Regions from separate parts of the Pan troglodytes genome. Here region 2 is linked to region 1. The links are chromatin contacts, called in public capture Hi-C maps. All regions are on one chromosome and are shown on one strand. Each heading gives the region's core, a stretch centred on a gene start, on an enhancer-like site or on the middle of the called end of the contact. The rest is flanking DNA. Distances are from core to core; before and after follow the strand shown.

Region 1 (7,804 bases), core at 2,795-5,294:
GATTCAGAGCAGCCAAGGAACTTGACTGAAGTCATGGGGCACACCAGCGGAGAAGGGGGTTCAAGGCTGTCCAATGCCAAAGCTTCGGGCAACGTTAATCGGTGTCACACGCTACACAAACAGGCACTTTTCTGCAGGACTTTTCAGAATCTTTAATGTAACAGTGGATGAAAGGCTTATATAACATGGAGAGACGCATTTTCTCCTTTTGTCCCGAATGGACTCCTTTCATCCCCAGTGGATCTGCTGTCTCCAAGGAGCCTATTCTGGGGCCTGCTGTCTGAACTGTAGGGTCAGAGACAGGATTTTGGAGGCCTCCCTGCTCTATGCTCTTTGTATGTTGACTTTAGCACTGTCCTTTTTTGATTTTCCGATTGCATTTGGGAAGATTGGCTTTTAATTGGAGGTTTACATGAGCATGGGTGAAGGAGAATGGGGAAGCTAAGCTCCCCTGACCTCCAGCCTTCACAAAAGACTTCTTCATTCCATGCATATTACCTAAGGCCTTGGATCACCTATGTTAATGTGTCTGTGGCTCAAGAAGGGACACTCCCAGATGAAAGAGCTGCTCTGGGTCACCAACGGTGCCAGCATGTTTCAGGAAGGCTTCCAGGAAGTGGTAGTGTTTTACTGTGAAGGAAAGGTGGGAAAAGAACAAAAGACAAGAGCAAAGGCATAAAGGAAGGAGCCACGGTTAAAGGAAGTGCAGGGATCATAGGGCCTGAGGCTTGGAAGAAGCCAAGAAAGGAAATCAGTACTGGTGGTAGAGGCCTTGTAGGCAATGAGGGATTTGGACTGGGATCTGGGGCTATCAGAACCATAGAAGGTACTTGAGACAGGGATGGCTAAATCAAATTCACAAACAATTCTAGCCTGGATTCACTGCCAGCAGAAGGGATTCCAGGCATTTCTTCCTCCCTGTGAGCTCAATTCACTCCTGCTGCAATGTGCCAGCTCTGACACAGCCCATGCCACCTCCTGCCTTGGCCACCCTTCCCGCAGCCTCCTTGGCCTGGCATCTCTGTCATCTCTGCTTCCCTGCAAACTCCTATGGACAGCCTCACATTGTCCTCGCTGAGAACCTTGCACCAGGCTCTTTCCATTGTTCCTGTGCTCACTGCAGGCTCCTCAGCTAAGCCATCTGTGGCCACCACCTTTCTGCTCACCAGGGACTGTCCCCAGTGCCTTTAAAGAAGGGTGGTGCCTCTGGGGCACAAAGCAGTGGCTGGGGCATCAGGAAAATGCTGGCAGGTGCCCCCCTACTCCAGAGAACACAGGATGGCACTCTTTCCTTAGTGCAGTCTGCTCTCCATCCCAGCTTTCCTGGAGCCCATCCCTGGTTTTTGGGAAAGGGACACGTTCAGCCAAACCAGGGACTAACCCTCAGGGTTACCCTGACCAGGATACTGGATGCTCATTTCACTCCCAATAGGCAGATGCCAAAAGTTGCCTGGAGGAGAGTGTGGAGACAGAAGAAAGGGGCCTGACTGGCAGCATTAGACCACAATAATCTGCCGCCCCTACCCCATCCTTGGGACTGTGAGGGATCCAGATGGCTGGGCTAAGGCTGCTGTTATCTCTGCCTTCTGGGCCGGGCTGGGACAGGACTGGCTTCCTTCAGGGCTCTAACTGACACATCTTTTCTTTGATGGGCTAATTCTGTGATATGGTTGTCCTTGGCCTCAGAGTGGTGACTTTTCCTATCCCTGCTGGGATCCTGGGGATGGGGTCGCTGTGATCAGCCCATGACAAGCACTACCCCCTCCAAATACCTAACATGCTATAACATGCTCTTGGAATTCTGTCTCCCTTGGCTTCCGTGAAGGGTCAAAAGCCTCAGAATCTCATGAATCTGCTGTTTAACTCCCTGCTGGCATGTTAGGTATTTTTACAATTGTTCTGAAATCCCATTATCTCAGCCTTCTGAACAGGCTCAGTGTCTCGTGCTGACTGAATACGTGACTGGCCACCAATCCTCCCCTGCTGGCCTCACTCGGGGATGCCAGAGAGCCCTGGGCTGCGGGCTCCCCAAAGCCTGCTCCTCCAACTTCAACACAGTCTCTTTTCCTGAGGCCAGGGCCGTGGGAAAAGCACAGTGATCGCAAAAATAGAATGGAATGGTCTTGGCCACACTGGATAATTGTAAACACAGAATGATGTTTCAAAGAAAAGCAAAAGTAAAAATTATAGAGTTGATGAGCTGGGAGGAGCTCAGTTAATTTTACTCATTCTCTGTAGCCAGCACTTCCCACAGGTGTAATTTTACACTTACCTGTGTTATTATTTGTTTAATTCATTCAACAAATATTTATTGAGCACCCACTATTCTAGATGCTTGCACTACATCCATTATCAAAGCAAAGACCCTGTCGTCCAGGGGCTTCCATTCCAGAGGATTGGTGGGGGAGGTAGAGGACAGCAAACAATTGACTCATAAATCTCAAAATGACAGAGCATGTAAAAGGGGATAAATGTGGCCGGGCGCAGTGGCTCACGCCTATAATCTCAGCACTTTGGGAGGCTGAGATGGGCGGATCACCAGATCAGGAGTTCGAGACCAGCCTGGCCAACATGGTGAAACCCCGTCTCTACTAAAAATACAAAAAAAAAAAAAAAAAAAAAAAAATAGGCATGGTGCCGCGTGCCTGTAATTCCAGCTACTCAGGGGGTCTGACACAGAAGAATCGCTTGAACCCGGGAGGCGGAGGTTGCAGTGAACCGAGATCGCGCCACTGTATTCCAACCTGGGGCAACAGAGTGAGACTCCATCTAAAAATAATAATAATAATAATAATAATAATGTGTTAAGTGCTAGAGAAACAGAAGCCTAAGAACAGGTAAAGCATTGCTGGGGAGTCGGGAGGTTGTAGCTCTCAACTGAGTGAGCAGGGGCAACCTCTGTGGGGAGCATTCCAGAAGGAGCAACTAGCAGAGGCCTGTGGGAGGAACAGGCAGGAGCCAGGCAGCTGGAGCAGGGCAGAAGGGAGTAGGGGGAGAGCAGGGCAGAAGGGAGTAGGGGGAGAGCAGGGCAGAAGGGAGTAGGGGGAGAGCAGGGCAGAAGGGAGTAGGGGGAGAGCAGGGCAGAAGGGAGTAGGGGGAGAGGAGGTCGGGCGGGTACCAGCCTGGTCACTGGCTCACTGTAAGGCCTTGGACTTTTATGAGAATGAAACGGGAGCGCTGCAGGGAATGGGAATGGTGTCTTGCGAGAGCCCCGGGAGGGCAGGGTCTGCAACCCAATGCCTGGAACAGGGCATGGCACCTGGCAAGAACTCAAAAATTCCACTGGAATGAATGAACGAATGAATGAATCCAAGCAGGAGACTATGCCCACACCTCCCCAGAGAGATAGCACTGTAGGTACATTTGGACGAATAGACTTCCAATCTGGTCCATGTATCTGAAACGGAGCTTCGTATCCTTATCAGCTGGGGAGTTTTCTAAATCCTCATACCCAGGCCCCTTCCCAAAACTCTTAATTATCAGGCTGGATGAAGGAGGGTCCTGAGAGGGGCCCACATGAGTATGTGATTCTCATGTGTGCCCCCTCCCTAGTGAGAAACATCAGTCTCGACATTCTCAGCTATTTCCAAATACTCAACACCTGGCATCGTATCCAGCCCGAGGGTACACATTTAATGAATGAACAAATGTTTGTTGACTGAATTCATGGACATTTAAACTCATGGACGGACAGAGCTAATTGACTGCCTTTTTTCAGTTTTCAACTCAGACGTCTGAGATTGCATAAATAAATAGCATTCCAGAGAGAATGGGAATGGGAAGCCTGAAGCCTGAAGCTGTTGTTATCACTGTCCTTCCACCCCCATCCCCCCAAAATATGCCATTACCTATTATCTGGGTCTCTTCTGCTTTTTTGACTTCTGCCCTGAACAAGGGGTAGCATAGGGGATTCAGGGATTCTGAAACCAACTCAATGTATTTCTGCAGAGCTCTGAGCCAGCAGGGCCTCTCCTCAGATGAGAGGGCTACTGAGGAATGAGGCTCTACTACTAGACAGCCCAGTGCTCCTCCCCCAAAAAAGTATTCATGAGTGTGGAGAGGAGTGGGGTGCCCAGAGGGACAAAGGGAGTCAGCCAGTTCACTTCCCTTTCCATGCAAGAAGGGCTCGCCCACATTCCAGGGTCAGGGATGAAATTCTGCTGCAGGAAATGCAGGGGCTTTGAGGACAGTCTGGTCCACCCCTTCCCTTCTCACTTTGCCTGGCCCAGCTGCCCCTCTGTGGAGCCTGGGGCTCCAGCTTAGGGTGCCTGGGTCTCACAGATTCCTGGCCTCTTGCTTGCAGGTGCTGGCTGCCAGAAAGTTTTGCATATAAACAGTAAAGAGCTCCTTATGATCTTGACATACTTGGAATAAGCACAGCCAATTTTTTTTCTCTTCCCGGAATTCAATAAAGGCCAGAAATTCCACAGGGCATCTGACTCAACTCTATTTTCTCCTTTCTCTTGTTTCCCAGCCCTCTCTCCAACACCATAACCTTGAAAGGGCAGCCCCAGGATCGGGTGCTCTGTAGCTGGGCATGAGGGTACTGCTGCACCTGGTGCCCAGGAGTCCCCTGACCTCAGTGAGGCCAGGGCCCACTTGTACACCCCACTGAGGGGTCACCTGTACACCCCGCTGAGGAATCAACTTTGTACTCAGGAGAGTGGGAAATGAGCAGGTGAGGGCCTAGGACAAAAGTCAGGCTAGGGTTCAAATCTGCTCCTCCACTTATCTACTGTTGGCAAATGAGTTCCCCTCTCTGAGCCTCAGTTTTCTCATGCCTAAAAGATGTGTGTCAAAAGTTTCTTCCTCTTAGAGTGGATGTAAGGATTGAATGGGTAATGCACAGAGAGCACTTCATAAACGATAGCTATAACAATTGCATCTTCGTTAGTGCTGAGCACTTGTCCTATTCCAATTACTGTATAAGAATCCAGGATCCTGAACTAAATTAGATATGTGCCAGGCCCTCAGAGACCACCTCAGCAAGGAGACAGACAAGGAAACAGGAGGCTTTGGGAGTTGCATGATTAAATGCATGATTCAATTAAATGTGTGATTCAAGATAGAGAGGAAGGTGGGAATAACCCTTTACAAAGAGATCAAGACAGTTTCGCAGAGGAAAGGACCCCTAAAAACGCTATCAAGGTTGAATAGGAGTCCTTCAGATAAACAAGGGAGAAAGGACATCACAGTTAGAGGAGATAGAACACTGTAAGACTCAGAGGCCCAGCCATCAAGCTCAGTTTGGAAGTCCAGGGTTCAGGTATCTAAAATGGGAAGAGACAAGGGTAATGGGAAGCTGGAAAGATGGGCAGAGTCCATCCTGGAAGGCTTTTGAGGCCTCCCCAAAGAAAGACCTAAACTTTTCCCTAAGGTGGCTGCCCTGTAGTGAAGGATGCAACTGTCAGGGTTTCCTTCTAGGCAGACCTCTCTGGCCATAGTGGGAAGAGGACAGGGGCACACTCTGGAAGAGACCGAGGCTGGGTCAGAGTTAGAAGATGGATGTAAGGGGATAGGGCAGGCACCCCACCCTTCAGTCATTCCCCTGCTCCTTCCTGATCTATCAGGGACCACCCGAACCATTTCTTACATAGTATTTCTCTTTATGCTAGTTCATTTTTAAACCATTTTATGTTACTTCTATTGTACCATTATAGCCACCACTTCATTTTTTCCCTAATATATGCATAAAAATGCCACACTCTTAAAAGAAAAGTGTGGGCAGCAGTGGCTCATGCCTGTAATCCCATCACTTTGGGAGACTAAGGTAGGCAGATTGCTTGAGCTCAGGAGTTCGAAATCAGCCTGGGTAACATGGTAAGACAGCGTCTCTACAAAAAATAAAAAATTAGCCGGGGTAGTGGCATGGGCCTGTAGTCCCAGCTACTGGGAAGGCAGAGGCAGGAGGATGGCTTGAGCCCAGAAGGTTGAGACTGCAGTGAGTGGAGATTGTGCCACTGCACTCCAGCCTGGGCAACAGAGCAAGACTGTCTCACAAAAAGAAAAGAAGAGAAGACTGGGTGCAGTGGCTCATGCCTGTAATCCCAGCACTTCGGGAGGATGAGGCAGGCGGATCACCTGAGGTCAGAAGTTCGAGGCCAGCCTGGCGAACATGGTGAAACCCGGTCTCTACAAAAATACAAAAATTAGGCCAGGCGCAGTGGCTCACGCCTGTAATCCCCGCACTTTGGGAGGCCAAGGGGGGCAGATCATGAGGTCAGGAGTTCGAGACTAGCCTGGCCAATATGGTGAAACCCCATCTCTACTAAAAAATACAAAAATTAGCTGGGCATGGTGATGCACTCCTGTAGTCCCAGCTACTCACGATGTTGAGGCGGGAGAATCGCTTGAACCCGGGAAGCAGAGGTTGCAGTGAGTCAAGATTGTGCGGTTGTACTCCAACCTGGGTGACAGAGCGATACTCCATCACAAAAAAAAAAAAAAGAGAGAAGAGAGAAGAGAGGAGAGGAGAGGGGAGGGGAGGAAAAGGGAGGGGAAGGGAAGGGGAGGGGAAGGGAGGGAAGGGAAGGGGAGGGGAAGGGAGGGAAGAAAAGAATATGTCCATTTGCCATTGGTCACGTCTTTGCCCATCAGTGGCATGTGACTCAGGCCTGGGGAACCATGGATCTTGCTAGTGATAAGAGGGTCTGATTTGGGAGAGATTGGGAACATGTTGGTCAAAAGATACAGCATGTTATACAAATAACATGTTGGTTATTCAGTTAGGAGGAATAACCTCAAGAGATCTATTGTACACTATGGTGACTACAATAAGAATGTTTTGTATACTTGAAAATTGCTGAGAATAGATTTTACACGTTTCCCCTCCGCCACCTCCCCCGCAACACAATGATTAGTATAAGGTAAGGCATATGTTCATTAGCTCTACTTGGCCATTCCACGATGTATACATATTTCCAAACACAATGTTGTTTACCATAAATATATACGATTTGTATTTGTTAATACAAAAATAAAATTTTTAAAAAAGCTTGAGTCAGGCCATGGAAGCAGAGACAGGAGCGGGCTCTGCTCAGTGTGGTATCTGCCAGGCAGGCTCCCTTACTCCTGCTTCTACCTTCAAGGCTCTTGTGACTTTGCTTGGGCTGGCAACGCACAGCACTGTGGCTGCTCTGAGAGTGAGGACCAGCCCAGCCACCCCTTGCCAAGCCCACCCGGACTGTTTTATCATTAGCGCCCCTCCTCATCCACAGCTCTGCTTAGGGCAGAAACAGGCAAAGGCACCTTCCCTAAAGCAAAAGAGATTTCAGCAGACCCAAGGATGACTCAGCTGTGGAATCCTTTGTGGGCAATTGGATTGTGCAGTATTAGTGAAAAATATGTAGAGAGAGAGAGGAGGAAGAAAGGAAGGCAAGAAGGGAGGAGATGCACAATCAGATTCATCTTCACAAGAATTTTGTAAAGCAGGAATTACTGTGCCCATTTTACAGATGGAAAACCAATCGCATTTAAGCCACCTGTCAAGATCGTTTCTAGTAAGTAAGAAATAGATCTAAGCTACTAGTCCAGATCTGTCTGACTGTAAAGCTGCTGCTTTCTTTTCCAAGAATAAGGTCCCTAATCACACCACTGTAGCAGAGCAACTGTTATTTTTTAAAATCCCCTTCTAATCTTCTCTTGTTCAGGTGCCGTAAAGGTATGTATCTTCCTTTTGTTCACTTAATATTATATCATAAACACTTGCAATATTGCTAAATAGTCTTTATTATAATAATAATCACTTTTACATAATATTCCACCCTGTGGACATGCGGTGACTCACTGAGTCATCACTAAATAT
Region 2 (7,804 bases), core at 1,361-3,860, 140 kb before region 1:
AGCCTGAGGCAGAGATTTCTTGTGCAAGTGATTTATTGAGGTGCTTTCAGAAGAGTCCTGTAAGGTAAACAGGATAGGGCAGGGAAAGAAGCTGAGCCAAGATGTGGTTTGAGCTGAAGTCTAGCTTCAGTCTGATCCAGTGGGATTTCTGGCCCATGACAATGCCAAGAGTTTTCTCACCTTGAGGCAAGGGGTTAGGCCTTTGTACTGAGTATGAATTGGTCAGTCATTGGCTTGGCCCCTCCCACAATCCCCCAGTGACAGCGTAACCTCCCAGGCATTGCCAGGTGACACGCCTCTCCAGAGGACACTCTGTAAGAAGCAGCCTCGGCTGCTTGTGTCCGTATCCCTTGTTGAAACTCTGGAAACACTGAATAACTAAAATCTCTTCTCACAGCTGTGAGCCTTTGACAGCCAATACACAGTAGCTGGGGGAATGGGTACCAACAGTACTGCTGCAGTATAGGAGAATGTGACTGGAGGGGATCTGATTTATATTGAATAATCCAAGGGAGACCTTGTGATTAGCAGCTTTTATAGCACATAATTTGAAATACTAATCTTTTCTCTGAATTTTTTTGCAATCTCCAAGGAAGTAACCAGGTCCTGTGTGCTTCCCGTGCACAGCAGGAAGCGGACATGCTTAATAATAACCCTAGTCCTTGTTTGGGAAGCAGGGGAGGGTGGGAGAGAAGAGGGTCTGCAGACAGGAACCTCTTAGGAGTAGTGGAAAGCTGTGTTCCACTCAGTACCACAGTGAGATGGTGAACTTCAGAGTTTCATGGTTTGTTGGGTGCTCCAGAGGAAACCTGCACCTCAACACTGAGTCTTCCAGAAAAGGCAAAGACCTCCAAGCTTGGAACCCCCTCCTACAAGGGCCCCCTCAGACTTGGCAGTGAAGATAATAGCAACGACCCAGATAGACTGAAGAGTAGAGGTCTTTACCCATTTTTCCAGGTCATTCATGAGTGTCCTAAATGCTTGCAAGACCATAAGAAGGGGAAAGGACACCCCAGGGACCACAGAATTAATTTCTGCTTGCAGTGCAGCAGAGTGAGGCCAAATGGACTTAATTTGCTTTGAAAAAAAGAAATGTGCTATCTCTTGTACCCTCCTTGAGCTTGTGACCCAACACCCAAAGGATGAGTAGTAGTAATAAGGGAAAGAATTGGGAGATGAGGATTGCTTACAGAGAGAGCTAACTGCATAAAGCCAGGAGGTAGGACTGGCATTATAAGCAAGGTGGGTAGGCAGGTGTCTGGCTAAAAAAAGTTTTTCTAAGTCATTGAAAGGTTCTAACTAGAGAGAGTGGCCTGATCAGATTGGATTTAAATATATATATGTATATATCACTTTGGAGATAAGAATAGAAGTGGAAAGAAAAATTAGAAGAGCTTTGCTTTGGCTCAAGTGAGAAATGATGGTAGTTTGGATTGGCAAGATAGAGGTAGAAGTAGAAGGACTTGAAATATTTGTTCGAGGTGGAATTTTCCAGACTTGCCCAGTGTGAGCACTGCCCTCATGACCCAGGGGTTAGATCTCTGAGCTAGACACAGGACTAAAGTTACGGCCCCTAGTCTCTGGAAACAAGGTCTGAGTCCAGGGGCTGCTCATCCTTTGAAACCCAACTTAGACTCACATCGTAATAGTATCATAACGATGACATGATGGTTAATCAAGCACTTCTATGCACTTTAAACACATGAGTTCCAGCCCTGACATTCACCTTTTAGGTGGATAGCATTGTCCTTATTGATCAGGAGATGGTGACTTAAATGATTTGTTCCAAGTTAACGTTGAAAGACTTATTCCAGGCTGGACACGGTGGCTCACGCCTGTAATCCCAGCACTTTGGGCGGCTGAGGCGGGCAGATCACCTGAGGTCAGGAGTTTGAGACCAGCCTTGCCAACATGATGAAACCCCGTCTCTACTAAGAATATATTAAAAACAAAAACAAACAAACAAAAAACTAGCCGGGCATGGTGGTGGGCGCCTGTAATCCCAGCTACTTGGGAGGCTGAGGCAGGAGAATTATGTGAACCCAGGAAACAGAGGTTGTAGTGAGCTGACACGGTGCCACTGCACTCCAGCCTGGATGACAGAGTGAGACTCCATCAAAAAAAAAAAAAAAAAAAGACTTATTCCAAGTCATTCAAATAGTAAATGGATTCCAGCCTAGGTTGTCTGATCCCAAAACCCATGTCCTCTCCCAGGACCATGTTACCTTTCCTGTAAAACTTTCTGTGACATGGGAAGAAAATCCTACCAGAATACTTAGAACTTTAAAGTGTGTACCTTGTTTCTAAAATTGAGATAAAGAACTAGAAGCATTTTTAATAGGAGCATGGGAGTCATGAAACATTTAAAGATTCAACCTTTTATCAAACTCATATATAATGTTGTCACCATGAGTCCTGTTGTCACTGGATTTTATACGAGATTAAATCTCTGTAGTTTCAGATTTTGATGCATTTGAGAGGATAGTTTAATGTCAATGCTACAATACCCAGCAGGGGGCGCTCAATTCCTTTTAGAAAGTTTGAATCACTGGCTGATTGTTAGCTCTGAACGCTGAAGATTCTCAATACGTGTGATCTTTCGCTTGAAAGTGATTCTGCATACCTGGGCTGCCCAAAGTGCTAGCTAGCTAGCAGTTATGTGAGGAAAGCACAGCCTTCCTGGGATTCTGGCCAGCCAGGCTTGGACTGAGCAGCTCACCTAGTGGGCTCCTCACTCATGCTTTGTCGGGGGCAAAGTGAGGGCACCCAAAAGTTGAGGGCAGTTCAGAAATTTTGGTTAAAGAAAAAGAGGTCTGGAACCAGGAATTTTGCCCACCTGTGTCCCCAACTTATAGTCAGGCCTGGGGCTCTTTCATTAAGCTGTTTCCCAGATCTTTGCATGAAATTGTTTGGATAATTTAGGCATCATCCAGGAATAATCCATTAGGCTCTAGAAAGACTGTTTTTCTTTTTTAAAAAAAACAAAACAAAAACTCTTATTCATGTGCAGATTTGTTAATACAGGGACACTGTTGTCACAGGAGTTTGGTATACAGATCATTTCATCACTCAGGTACTAAGCCTAGTACCCAGTAGTTATTTCTCCTGATCCCCTCCCTCCTTCACCCTCCTCCCTCAAGTAGGCCGCAGTGTCTGCTTTTCCCCAGTTTGTGCCTATTGGTTCTCATTATTTAGCCCCCGCTTATGAAAACATGCAGTGTTGGCTTTCTGTTTCTTCGTTAGTTTGCTAAGGATAATGGCCTTCAGCTCCATCCACGTTCCTGCAAAGGACCTGATCTCCTTTTTAATGGCTACATAGCATTCCATGGTGTATATGTACCACATTTTCTTTATTCAGTCTGCCATTGGTGGGCATTTAGGTTAATTCCATGAAAAGACTGTTTTTCAAAGCTTCCTTTCTTGATTTGGCCCCGCTTTACCCACAGTTATATTTGTTCCCCAGTTTCTCACTCTCACTGTGCCATACGCCATCAGTGAGCTCTCGAGGAAAGACTGGGTAGTGGCAGGCCTGAAAAGGCAGCTGGGTGGTCTCCTAAAGGGACTTCATACCTTGTGGCCTTCCTGGCCCAGATGATGGATGGTCCTGGCCTCTGCACCGGAACCAGCCTGGACCAGCTGCTCAGGCATGCAAGCAAGGCAGTTGCCCTGGGCCTGCACTCAAAAGGGCCTGCATTTGGTATAATGCTCCGCTTTTGCTGTCTTGAAAGTGTTAATAATTTTTTAACAAGGAACCCACATTTTCATTTGGTACTTGGCCCCATAAATTGGGTAGCTGATCCTTGAATCTATGGTATCCATCAGGGTTCCATGCTGGACAGTGACTAAACCCAGCAAATGCCCTCACCTTAGAAGTGAGAATTCAAGGGACTGTGGGTGTTGGCCTTTGGGGTGACAGAAAAGCAACCAGGGCCAGGAGGAGCGACAGGGAGAATGCTGGGTCAGACCCCCGGGCTTGCCAGAGTCCTGACAGGGGTTCAGGTCCTCGAATGATCTCCTAGGCAGTTGCTGAAATCGGTTCCTCAGCTCAACTGAACCCTCTGTCTTTTTTGCCTCCTGAAAACTAGCCTCACTGACCATGGGAGGAAGGAGAGGTACAGAACTTGAAGTGAGGTTATCACCCAATCTCAGGGCATGTCCCTGCCTAAATTTCATCTGGCTCTTAGCCAACTACTATATGAACTTGCACTCTGTCACCCTGGTCACAGCAATGCAGCTGTTGCAGAATCGAGCCTCTTGAGTGCTGCAGGTGTGAGAAACACAACTACAGAGCTGGGACCAGTGGTTACCCCATTCCTTCATTAGTTCTGCTCATTACTATAAGGATTTCCACCTAGATTTTTATTTTAGGTTACCAACTGGGTTGAACCATATGAAAAAGCTGTTTTTATACATCAAAAATAGTCAGATAATTGCAATTTCCTGTTTTCAGCTAATATTATTCTTACCAAGAGCCAACTGTGTGTGTATACAAACACACGCACACCACACACAAACCGGATTTGATGGGGGTGGTGGGGGGGACAGGCAAAGGGTGGAGAATTTGAAAACAACCAAATGACTCCAAAGGAAGTAGGGGAGAGGTTGACGTACAGACCCATCCCAGTTATTCCACGCCTTCCCTGTGACTCAGATCCCCTTTATCGTGCTGCCACCACCCAAAGGCAAAAGGGGTTTTCCTCTGCCCATGCATGATCTCCTCTACCTTCTTGGCATCTCTGCCCGTGCTTCCTCCCCACCTGTCATCTTAGTCTCCAGCAGTTCCCCTCTTCCCCTCCACCATGCCCACAGAATGGTACTCACTTGAAGTGGCACACAGTCTAATGGTGCAGGGCTTCTGGTGAGAGTGAGGTGGATGCATCCCTGCCTCTTGGCCAGTGAGGATGCCTGACACCTGTCAATGACTAAGACCTGATGCAGCCTCCCTTTACTCAGCCCAGACAGACAGGAGGCATGGGTCTGCCTGATGAGGCTCTTCTTCCTGGCCTCATTGTCACCACTCTCGCCTCCCAGACCCTACTCTCAGGGATGGGCAGATGTTAAGGATATTCTCCCCACTTACCCTACTGCTCCCCTCTGGGCCTGGAGATTAGGTGCCTATTTTTTAGTCTGAGATCTTAGTCCAGACATACACGCATCATACAGCAAGGGCTCCAGGAGTGCAAGAAAAATGAGTCCCAGGCTGGCTTGTAGAGTCTCAGATGGACTCGAGGCAGAAGTGGAGAGGGCTGGAGGCAGAAGTGGAGAGGGCTGGAGCTCTAGTCCCTCTCCCTTGCATTGACTCTGCTGCCTGCCTCTTTCATCCAGGCTCTCTCTTTCAATCAATCAATCTCCATGTTTGTTCCTATTTCTCTCTTGCTTACTGTGTTTTCTCCCTTGCTCTTTTATTTATTTATTTATTTATTTATTTATTTTTTGAGACGGAGTCTCACTCTGTCCCCAGGCTGGAGTGTGCAGTGGCACAATCTCAGCTCACTGCAAGCTCCACCTCCCAAGTTCACGCCATTCTCCTGCCTCAGCCTCCGGAGTAGCTGGGACTACAGGCGCTCGCCACCATGCCTGGCTAATTTTTTTTTTTTTTTCTGTTTTTAGTAGAGATGGGGTTTCACTGTGTTAGCCACGATGGTCTCCTGACTTCATGATCAACCCGCCTTGGCCTCCCAAACTGCTGGGATTACAGGCATGAGCCACTGCACCCGGCCCTCTCCCTTGCTCTTATTCAAGCATTTATCTAAACATCCTAGTCTATACATTGGACTTGTTTTCTTATGTCATTCAAATTGCAATTATCTCCAAAGTAGAACTTACATCAAATTCATATCTCATTCTGTTTTACATAATAGTTATTTACTTAAAATTATATGTGAGTAAAACGTATGTAGGCTGCCTCAAAGTACAATGGCTAAGAGGACACACCTTTGAGGCAAGAAAGACCTAGGTTCAAAACCCAGCCAAGCAACACACCAGTCCATCTCCAAGCAGGTTATCTGCCTTTCTGAACCTCAGTTTCCTCATTGAAAATGCGGTTGATAATACTGCTTACATGAAAGGCTTCTTGAAGGAGTAAATGAGACAATGCAAGTAAAGTGCTTAGAAAAGTTTCTGGCACATGGTAGCACTTGGTAAATATTAGCCATTGTTTTCAATGTAATACAATAAGTATTTCAAAAAAGTTTACATTGCTACTCTGAAGTCAAGCAAAGAATAATTTTATTATATAAATAATAACTTGCAGATAATCCTTAGGGATCATTTTACACAGTGGAAACAGCCATGAATTAGGAGACAGAAGACCCGGGTTCAGGTTCTGGCTCCACAGTTGCTGACTCTGTGACCAGGAGCCTGATTGTTAACTTCACTGAGCCTACTTCCTAGGGCTGGAGAGTCAAAACATACTTAAAACTGTTTTGCAGTTATAAAGAACTATACACATTTAAGTTAAACATGATTTGTTTACTTCATAATTGTGTAATTTCATTCTTAAATTCATGTTTCATGTAGCGTTTTAATATATGTGCTAATTTAAACCTAATAAATGTACATATGGGCATATCTGTATGTGAATATGCATAAACATCTTTTATAAAGTCTGGAAGAAAAGAAACCATTGGCAGTCGTTACTTCTAGGGACAAGATTAAACTGGTGAGGAAGGAAATCGTCCCACCTTACTTTATATCCTCCTGAAAAGGCAATGAGATTGTGGATAATTTTTTCAAGTAATAATGTTGATATTTTGAGTCAGAAAAGCATTTTTTTTTTTTTTTTGAGACAGAGTCTTGCTCTGTCACCCAGGCTGGTGCAGTGGCATGATCTCAGCTTACTGCAACCTCCGACTCCCAGGTTCAAGCAATTCTCCTGTCTCAGCCTCCCGAGTAGATAGGATTACAGGCACATGCCACCACTCCCGGATAATTTTTGTATTTTTAGTAGAGACAGGGTTTTGCCGTGTTGGCCAGGCTGGTCTCAAACTGCTGACCTCAGGTGATCTGCCTGCCTTGGCCTCCCAAAGTGCTGAGATTATGGGAGTGAGCCACCACGCCCAGCCAGAAAAGCATTATTTAAAAAAATAAATAAATAAAAATAAAAATAAATAAAACTACTCTCACTGCCTTTGAATAAATATTTGAAATGTATGTTAAAACTTATGTCTGCAATCAATAACTTTTCATTCCTCTAATACTCAGCAGTGAGCATCAGCTCTGTGCAAGGCACCCTGAGAGAAGCATACGTAAGTCAGACGTGAATTGTGCCTGAGGTTACACTGTGTTAGACCAGATAAGACACTTATCATATAAAAAGCCAAAATATAAGAAGAAAGTGGTCAGTGTGCCCAGTACACAATAAATGCTAAAGAAATACTTACTAGATAGATAGCGCAGTGGTGCAAGTAGGCAAAGAGATGGATGAATTAATGGATGGATGAATGGATGGTGGTAGTACCATGGAAGAGGGGAGTCAGAGAAGAAATAGATCTCCTGCAGTTGAGGGAATTTAGGAAAGCTTTGTGGAGAAGGTAGCCTTTTGAAACAAAGGCCAGATTTGAACATCTGGAGATTAGAAGACGAATTAGGACAGCACCTTATGGTGATGACATTCTGTCATTTCTGATTTTCTTTCTCCCTCTCTCTCTTCTTTTCAACTAAGGGTAGGGCTGGTGTGTTTGGAAACATATGGGAACATTTTTTTTTTTTTTTTTGGTTGTCACAATGTCTGGGATGGTGGGGGAGGTACCAGAGAATACTGCTACATTTAGTGAGATGTTGGGGTTAGTAAATATACTGCAAA

What was found. Capture Hi-C pulls out chosen DNA fragments and counts their contacts.
Region 2: a capture Hi-C map of stem cell-derived neural stem cells shows a contact between it and region 1, with 6 times the contacts expected there. The contact joins two enhancer-like sites. A contact is called at or near these places in 1 of 1 datasets of contacts at active chromatin or transcription factors (stem cell-derived excitatory neurons) and 1 of 1 other capture datasets (stem cell-derived neural stem cells).

The regions. Positions count from the first base shown.
Region 1 is chr2:137,569,066-137,576,869 of NHGRI_mPanTro3-v2.0_pri, reverse strand. No RefSeq gene overlaps it. Among named protein-coding and RNA genes, the nearest start is that of AMOTL2, 43 kb to the left of the region's middle. Within about 2 kb of position 4,044, at least 5 of the 24 cell types and tissues checked have an H3K27ac peak or open chromatin away from gene starts, as enhancers often do. A contact at or near this core is called in stem cell-derived neural stem cells, where this site is marked.
Region 2 is chr2:137,710,312-137,718,115 of NHGRI_mPanTro3-v2.0_pri, reverse strand. No RefSeq gene overlaps it. Among named protein-coding and RNA genes, the nearest start is that of CEP63, 13 kb to the left of the region's middle. Within about 2 kb of position 2,610, at least 4 of the 24 cell types and tissues checked have an H3K27ac peak or open chromatin away from gene starts, as enhancers often do. A contact at or near this core is called in stem cell-derived neural stem cells, where this site is marked.